Linked DNA regions of Sus scrofa: region 1 is linked to region 2. The links are chromatin contacts, called in public Hi-C maps. All regions are on one chromosome and are shown on one strand. Each heading gives the region's core, a stretch centred on a gene start, on an enhancer-like site or on the middle of the called end of the contact. The rest is flanking DNA. Distances are from core to core; before and after follow the strand shown.

Evidence for each region. Hi-C and Micro-C count contacts between places; a contact is called where the count stands out from the background.
Region 1: a contact with region 2 is called in a Hi-C map of liver, with 7 times the contacts expected there. The contact joins two enhancer-like sites. A contact is called at or near these places in 4 of 47 Hi-C or Micro-C datasets (epiblast stem cells, heart right ventricle and liver) and 1 of 2 datasets of contacts at active chromatin or transcription factors (alveolar macrophages).

The regions. Positions count from the first base shown.
Region 1 is chr6:153,194,939-153,199,231 of Sscrofa11.1, forward strand. FGGY (FGGY carbohydrate kinase domain-containing protein) reads right to left here. Exons shown (of 16, transcript XM_021097811.1): 2 at 2,661-2,818. Among named protein-coding and RNA genes, the nearest start is that of FGGY, 16 kb to the right of the region's middle. Within about 2 kb of position 1,668, at least 8 of the 83 cell types and tissues checked have an H3K27ac peak or open chromatin away from gene starts, as enhancers often do. A contact at or near this core is called in liver, where this site is marked.
Region 2 is chr6:152,969,017-152,974,029 of Sscrofa11.1, forward strand. The region is part of intron 7 of FGGY (FGGY carbohydrate kinase domain-containing protein); the gene reads right to left. Among named protein-coding and RNA genes, the nearest start is that of FGGY, 240 kb to the right of the region's middle. Within about 2 kb of position 1,620, at least 16 of the 83 cell types and tissues checked have an H3K27ac peak or open chromatin away from gene starts, as enhancers often do. A contact at or near this core is called in liver, where this site is marked.

The sequences.
Region 1 (4,293 bases), core at 418-2,917, 230 kb after region 2:
CAGGCTCTTGCTGTACTAGGATGCCCTCTCTTAGCTCCCCACAGTCTCCCTGGGAAGAGCCCAGGGTGCTGCCCCTCAACACTGATCCTGGCAAGCCAACATCTCTCATTCCTGGCTACAACTTTCCAAGATTATTCTAGACACTGCAAGGAGAACCGGGTGGCGGTGGGGGGGACATAGGGAATGAAGACTCTATACAAACATTCTGGCCCACACAGACCTGGCTGGCCATCATCCAGGCTTCTCTGGCCAGCTTCAGTGACAAGAGAGTCCCCCTGGGGGCTGACCCAGCCCCTCAGGCCTGGCTCCTTCAGTGTTGACTCTCTCGTGCCACCCACCACCCAGCCCACCTGATTTATTCCCAGTCAAACCCAAAGAGGCAGATTTCTACTCTGCAGCTGACCCAGGGCTTACTCCAGCTCTGGGTTGTGGACCCATCACTTGGCTAAACAGGAAAGAACCCACTCTTCAGAAGAACCCCACCCCCTCCCTGGATAGAAAGTAGAGCTTTGCCAGTAGACAGTTAACTCCACTGCTGCTGGACCACAGATGAATCCCTGGTGCCAGCACAGTTTCTGGCACAGAGCACGAACTCACCAAGTCTCTGGGACTCAGCGGATACCTTTATAACCTACCTTTAGGTAAATAATAAAAGGTACAAATTTGCTGTGTATCCAATGCTCCACTAACCACCTTGCTTACATTTCTAATCCACTTTTTATCCTGATACCAACCCTGGATGATAATTACCGTTACATCCCCATCTTACTGATGCAGAAAATGAGTTCTAGACGGGTAAAGCAACTCGCTCTAATGTCGTACAACTAGCGAGTCACAGAGGTGACAGCAATCTCATTCCCTCTGGTCCAGCATCCCTACCTGTCCTTAGAACGCTCTACTGCCTGTTACCCTCCATTTTATTAAACGCCTATTTGCCAAGGGCTCTGCTAGGTGTCCCTGCCTACTTTGGCTACAACTGGCTAACTCAGGACACCTGCCACCTGTAGAGACTGACCCACTCCTACCTAGGCTCCTACCTACTTCTCTCTGGCCCCCTACCCATTTCTAGACCATACGACCAAGACATCCATTGGGAAGAGAATCAGACCCAGGGGATCAGGGTGTTACATTCGCCCTGCACCGTTCACACACAGCTCCCAGTTCATGTTTCTGTAAGAAACAGATCCTAATTAAATAGTTCAGGTTCACCGTGTTTCCCATTACTATCGTTTTCAGCGATCGCTTTATGATTGTTTCCACACCTGGGCTCTGAAAGCAGGGAAGCAGAGAAGTTCAAACCCTCGGGCAGCTACCCTGAAACTTGACCCCGTGAGTTATAAAAACTCTGCCAGAGGATTTTCTGCAACTCAGATTCTTTGTCGATCCCTCTGTGCCCTTTGTTCCTGGGTCATGAGTCCTCGCTGCTGTGTCCTAGATGCCAAACTGTGTTCCAGTTCCTCTTGGCCTCAAAAAATAAAGTAACTGCAAAATGGAAAACATTATTCCTTTTTCTGTTTTTTTTTTAAAAAAAAGGATTAGGATCCTTGTGCATGTCTGGCGCTTTCATACATTTGTTCATCTCTTCTGACTGAAATTCAATCAAGCTGATAAACCTATCAGCATTTTATACCTCAGACGGATGGGGGAATTTACCCCAAGTGACACAAAGAGTAAACAAGAGCAGCACCTGGACTTGAACCCTGGCCTCTTAAGGCACGTTTAGGGCTCTTTCCACACACCAGCTTAAAAATGAAAACAGAATCCTTCAACCACTTCTTCAACAACAACAACAAAAGCAGCAACAATAGCATTTATTAAGCTATGCTCTGCCAGTCACCCACCTGATTCTGTAATTTTCACTTCGTCCTCGTGACAACCCTGTGAGGTAGGCACTATGAGCCCATTTTCCAGGTAAGGGGATTGAGGTTCTCCGCAATAAAGCTATTTAAGGCCACAGAGCACAAAATCAGAGAAGCTGGGGCTCCAGGCTAGGACAGTGGGGCTCCGGAGCCTGATTTATGAGTGGTGATGGTCAGAAGGTTGGTCCCAGCTCATTCATTTCAGGCGGAGATCAATTCTCTAAAAGGAAAAACAACTGATGGGGATCTGGGGAGGCAGGTCAGACCGAGAAAGAAGGACATGGACTGGGGAGGCCAAGAGAAAGAAAAGCTACAGAGAGAAATTCAAGCGGCCTGCACACATGTCCAGAGCCTTACCTAACTTCTCAGTCGACTGAAGGCTCCGAAGGGCAGGAACGGCCTCCCGGCCAAGTCCCCAGCACGGACTGGACTGGTTTTTAGCCCCTGTTCATGATCAAAAGACTGCTCTTGTGATAAATATTTACGTGGTTCATTAAATGATAGCCTGTCCAAATATTATTAGAAATGTGCCACAGGAAACCACAGGCTTCACGGCTGAGTCTTCAACAAATGTGCAAGCTGATCAGAGGAAGCGTGAGAAAAGGGAAGAGGGTCCCAGAGAGGCAGGTCTCTGCAAAACTATTCACGGGATCCTAAGGAGAGATCCTGCTGCAGAGACGGCGCTGAAAACCAATCTCCAGGGGCTGTTCTGCTATATTCTCCTCCTCTTTTCCTCGAAATGACCAAATAGCAATAACATTGTTTCCTAAGCCTATAACCCTCCCGAGTGAATGAGCTTACCTGCAGTCCTATTTCCGAAAGAGCCACTCCTCCAGGACTGTCGGGACAGCGTCTCGGGGATCTGGGAGGAAGCTCAATATCCTCTCTCTGCTTTGATCTCTGGCTTTGGCTGGGAACCCAGGTACACGCGTCCCACACAATTCATTTACTTAGTTATACTGCAGTCAGGGGGTTGGGAAGTTTGGGAAGAAAAAGATAAAAGCAATGAGTATGCTGGTCCACTTCAGTCTCCTTAACAACAAGAATTAAATACCACTTTAAACAACTCCCACATGTTGTAAGATGGAAAGAAAGTTTGGGAAGGGAAGGAAGGAGATAATCTGGCAATAACCTGGTTCTCCATTGGCTTTTCCAAAAAATACACATTGGAGGAAAAGTACAGGTACTTGACAGGTACTTCTCTTAAAGTTAAAGGCTGTCTCCTGAGGCTGCAGTCTCATAGTATTTGAACAATTAACCAAGATTACATAGCCAGAGTTGCCTGATGTATGGTAATGCTCGGTACACGGCAGCAATTATTAGGATTATTAATATGTGCCAACCCTCCCTTCCAATACCAAATCACCTGGGGACATCCTCAATTATTTAATAGGGTGCATTGTCTATACCTAGGTATTCTCACCATACCTAACAGCTCAAATTCCAGGAAACAAAGCAAATGGTAAATGTTTTCTCTGTGCCAAGATGCTAGGAATCAGAAGTTGAAAAATGCATAATTTCTGACTTTAAAGAGTTGACAATTTAACGTAAGAGTCTGAAATACATAATTTGATTTTAGAGGGCTCACAATTTAATGTAAGCAAAACCAAGTGGTGATCCTTCCAGTGATGCCATGTTTACGTACTTCAAGCTCAACCTCACGCTCATGGTGACATTGCATATGGCAGTAAAGCGGTCCCACCAGAATCCTAGCCATACTCTCAGGGCCAAGCATCTTATTCCAACTCCACCTTACTCCACTGAATACAGAGATGATAGCTGGTAAAAAAAAAAGGGGGGGGGCAGTAAGAGTTTATTATCCAACTACTGGACCAGAAACTGGTATTTTTTTCAGGATGTTTAAGATCTTTGTGCTTTGGACTGAGCCCATCTTTGTGCTTTGGACTGAGCCCATCTTTTGTGTGTCTTTTTTTGTCTTTTTAGGGCTGCACCCTCAGCATATGGAGGTTCCCAGGCTAGGGGTCTAATCAGAGCTGTAGCTGCCAGCCTACACCACAGCCACAGCAACACCAGATCTGAGCCGCGTCTGTGACCTACACAGCTCACGGCAATGCCAGATCCTTAACCCACTGAGTGAGGCCAGGGATTGAAGCGGCAACCTCATGGTTCCTGGTCGGATTCGTTTCTGCTATGCCACGATGGGAACTCCTGAACTGAGCCCATCTTTAAAGACAAATATGAGATGATTGGAGGAGAGGTATGGTTATGAAATCAGAAAGTAGAAAGGTTGTCTGTCCTTTTAAATTCAAAGTTGGAGTCCAACAAGCAGAAAAGAAAGGCAAAACTCCCCAAATCCTCATGCCAGCCTCACAATGTGGCAGCCACAAGGATCAAAACCAAGCTGGTCCTGGATGGTGGCCCAAACCCACCACTCTCCAAAAGCCAGGCAATGGCACGACAGCTGACACAAAGA
Region 2 (5,013 bases), core at 370-2,869:
TCCTCTCTTCTGCCCAGAAAGATCAACTCTTGAAGGCAGACTCATATGTAATAGCATGGAAATCTGAGACTCAGAACACTAACAAAATCCATAGTAAAGACAAAGCAAAAACCTGATTTAAGAAATTCCTTTCTTCCTAACCTCCACACAGCCTCTAGATTACTTGGAAGTTCTTATCTATGAGCTCAGGAAAGACAATTTTTCACTTGCAGGCATTAGACATGGTAAAGGGTCAGGTTGAAATCCAATCCAAATGGACAAGTTAACTCCCCAAAAGTACTTATTTTCTAAAACTAAAAAAATTTAAGAGATCTGATCCAAGTACCACAAAATGCACAAAATGTATCTCGTGGAATAAATCCTTAAATGGCTCTAAAACTATGACTCTAAATCACAGTTACCTTCTGATATTTTATAAATCAACTGATTCATTCAGCAGCTATTTATTGGTCCTCAGTTATAAGTAAGGTGCTGTGTGAGAAGCTAGAAACCCAAAGATGAAAGCTGTCCCCTTTTATTCTATAAGATCCTCATCCAGAAGGGATGGAAAGATACACAGGCAGACACTTACAAGACAGTAGGGAGCAGCCAGTGACTCACATATGAAGATGTTTAATGAAAGTATGGAGACAGGACCCTGGGTTTAGTTGGATGGTCAGGTCAGAAAGGGCCTCCTGAAGGAGGTGAGGCAGGAGGGACCTCAGTCAGCAGGGGGAGGGACAGGAAACGAATGGCACTTCAGGCAGACTTGGAGATAAAAGAGACAGCTAAACAAAGGCCCAGGAGAGAGAGTCAGCTGATGCGAGCTGCTGGGCAACACAGTCTGCAGGAGATGGAAGCTTGTATTCCCGAGAACAGGGCTGGACAAAGGTCAGGGTCTGACACTGGACCATCTCTGTTGGAGACCCAAGTCCTCCACAGGTGTTGTGTGTGACCTTCCATAAGCTACCTCACCTCTCTGCACCTCAGTGTGCTCAGGTGTGAGTCGGGAGTAATAGCATCTACTTTAAAGGTCATTATTCCTGGTTTTAGCACTGTGTGCCCAGTGTCCCAGAAAGGACACCCCCAAGTCCTGAGCAAACTGTACTGGATGGTCACCTTATTGCAGCCTTATACCTGGGATACTAGAACTGCTAAATAAATATCAGTGACAGCTTCTCTTGGCAGATAACAAGGCTAGGTTTCCTTCAGCAACCTTTTCTTGCCCCTAGACAAATGGTCTCATTTATAGAATTATCTGAAGACCCCTAGAAGGTGGGAAAGGAACTAGCTGCCCTGACAATCTCCTTGAAGACACAGAGCAAACCAGTGAGATGCTTCAAGAAAAAGCAGGAAGGAGATGGGACTTGCTCAGATAGACTCTTTAGGACACCTGAATGTGGGGAAGAGGCCTGAAGTTTTTGGAGGAAAAGATCTTAGTTGCTTCCCCAGTTCTCCCTCTTCCCAGACTCTGATGCCAAGCTCAGAGCCTCCTCCCTTGGTGTGAGTTTCGGTTCCATGAAAAATTTCCAGAGGTTTTGTGGGGTTAGTTGAACATTGACAGATTCTTCAAAGCCTGGGATTTATTCCCAGAGCCCAAACCAGCCAAGTTTCTATGGGGCTAGGATTTCCCCTGGGAAGGGTCACAGGGCTCCACCACACCTACACGGATTGATTGGACTCTGCCCTGAGCTTCAGACAACAAAGACACAAAAAAGAAAAATAGATTCTGAAGCTGGATCCTACATCCCTGGCCCCCATTCTTGAAAGAGCAGGGGTGGGAGTGTAAGGCGACCCATCACCGGATAAGAGTCAGGCCACAGAGTCAGAGAATTAACTGCTATGCAGAGCAGCTGGAGAGAGGAAAAAAAAAACAAAACAAAATAAAAACAAAAACCTGAGCAGGATAAAGGGCCCAGGGTTTTAACACAATCAATGACATGTGGCTCAAATAGTTTCTAAGAGAACAAAGGCTTAGGTAAATAAATAGTGTGGAAGACAAGGGCAAAAATGAATTATAGAAAATCCCACAAGGAATATACTTGCATTTTTCAAAAACTGCAGTTCAAAAGCCATCTCTGCTTCAGCAGAAATCAAGAGTCAGCCCTCCCCTTCCACCTCTGCAGCTGCTCCTGACACCCACCTTCTCAGGACAGCAGCCCCAGGCCCTGTTCTCCTTTCTCTGTGCCTGCACGGCCACTGGGGAAAGGGCGGTGGCCGGAAGAGGGCACCCATTTCAGAGAGACATTTCTAGCCGCTGCATGACCTCGGGCAAAGGCGCGGAGCTCCTTGCGCCTCTAATATCTCCTCTGTAAAAAGGAAGTGATGATTTCAGAGCAAAGTGTAAAAACACAATCTCGCTTTGAAAGAAGAGTGTTGGCACATGTTGGGCCCTGAATAATATTCTCTCTCTCCACCGTTCAGTAGGATTCAGTGCCATAAACCTTGAGTGAGCACCACTCTCCATGAGGCATGTGCTCAGCACTGCAGAGGAAATAATACCTGGAAAAACATAATCACTGTCTTCAAGGAGCTGACAGTCTTCTAGGAGCCAAGGATGCTGGTACCCAGCAGCCTGACCGCGGCTGTCAAAAGGAACACAGCAAGCAGACTTCCCCTGTGCAAGTCCAAACAGGCTCCCCAAATGAGGCCCTCTTTGATGTAATGGTCAGAGGTCTCCACCTGGACTGCAGCCACTCACTCCGGGGCCTGTTGCAGCAACTCTCCACCTTAGGTCTTCTCTGTAGCACCATCATCATGACACTTGATACCCGTGTAGAATGTGCTTGTGCCAGGTGTTTTTATTTTAGTGCTTCACATAAATTTATGTATTGTATTGAATCCTCACAACTACTGGTATGAGGCCCATCTTGGAGATGAAAACCTGAGACTCAGCAGGTTAAGTAACTGACCCGTGATCACACGGAGAGCAGGTGATGGTGTGGATTAGGAATTCAGGCAGTCTCGCTTCAGAAATCATGCTTTTCCTCAACCATGAGGCTGCAAGAATGGTGTTGTGGGTATTCTTAGGCTAATTTTTTTTTTTTTTTTTTTTTTTTTTGGTGCACACAGTTACTCAGTTTTGTTGGATAAATTCTGTACATGCATACAACTTTTCATTCTGCCTTTGCTCTCTCTCCTTCTAAAGTCTGCATGTCATTTTTTAAGGCTGAGTAATATACCACCGTGTGTATATAAACTATATTTCAATAAAGACTGTGATATATATATATACCCACACCCACACACACCCACATCTTCTCTATCCATTCATCTGTTGATGGACATTTAGGTTGTTTGCACATTTTGGCTGCTGTAAATACTGCTACTGTGAACACTGGGGTGCAGGTATCTTTTCAAATATTACTCAGCTGTAAAAAAGAATGAAATCATGCTATTTGCAGCAACATGGAAAGACTTAGAGATTATCAGACTGAGTAAAGTAAGGCAAATAGAAAGACAAATATTCTATGATATCAATTATGTATGGAATCTGAAAAAAAAGGATGCAAATGAACTTATTTACAAAACAGAAATAAACTCACAGACAGAAGACAAACTTACGGTTATCAAAGGCATGGGGGGAGGGGTAAATTAGGAGATTGGGATTAACATATACACACAATTATAAATAAAATAGAGAACTAACAAGGACCTACTGTATAGCACAGGGAACTCTACTCAATACCTTATAATAACCTATAATGGAGAAGAATGTTAAAAAAGAATATGTATATTTATATATACATATGTAGCTGAATCACTTCAGTATACTGAAACTAACACAGCATTGTAAATCAACATATTTCAATAAAAAACTTTAAAAAAGGTGAATAACTGGAAAAAAAATTCTGTATTTCAAAGGAAAGAATTCTGCTTTTTCTCCCCGCTTTTTACTGCTGCATCTACAGCATATGGCATTCCTGGGTCAGGGTTCAAATCAGAGCTGCAGCTGCTAGCCTACACCACAGCCATGGCAAGGCCTGATCCAAGCTGTATCTGCTACCTACACCGCAGATTGCAACAACTGCCAGATCCTTAATCCACTGAGTGAGGCCAGGGAATTGAACCCTCATCCTCACAGACACTGTGTCAGGTTCTTAACCACAGAGCCACAATGGGAACTCTTGCTTACATCTACCTCCAGTGGCTTGACAACATCTGAGGAGAAGAGGGCTAGCACAGACTTTGCAACCTGGTGCTCAAGTACAGCCATTCTCTCTCCATCGACTTGAGCTTAATAGCCTCATCTTTCAGGGATTTCTTACAGATATCACAGGCTTTGGCCAAACTGAAATTCTTAGTATTTCCCAACCCCATTTCAGTGCCATCACTTATGCTATTCTCTCCATCCAGATTACTCTACATGTCATTGCTTTCGGTGGGGAAGGCCCCTGTTATCGTAGGCCCAGTTCAAAGGCTACCCCTCCCACTTCTCTGAAGGACCATAGCAGCTGACATTCTGGAGGTTCTCATTAGTAGTTGTATGACCTTGAGAAAGCTGCTGGAGTTGACGTAAAGATTATACAAGTAGACTACCCAGAACATTCCTGTTATGCTGAAGTCATGCAAAGTATAGCTTTGTCTTTCCTTTGCCTTATTGTTCCTACTGAAAGTCTTCTCCCTTTTTCAACCTCCTATAGAACTCAGTCCTCATGCTATATCTCTAGTTCTCTATATTGCTGACTTTGCCTCAGTAACTGGTAGTAACTAGTATAGTGCTTAGCATGTTGTTTATAGACAAAAACATTAACTAAGGCACATATTTACTCAGTTAAGGGCTGTGGTCTGAAGTTACAGAGATGAATATGACCAGAGTCATTGCCCACAAGAAGCTCACAGTCTAAATGGGGGAGACAGTAATGTAACCATCTATTTAAATGTTTAAACATTATTGTATATCTGTTAGCATTCAGAGATATGCACATAGTGAAAGAATTATTAGGCCACATGCATTAGGCTGGGCAATAAGGTTACACCACAGTAAAGCAGACAATGTGTGAATAAGAGACACATTATTCAGGCTTATTTAAT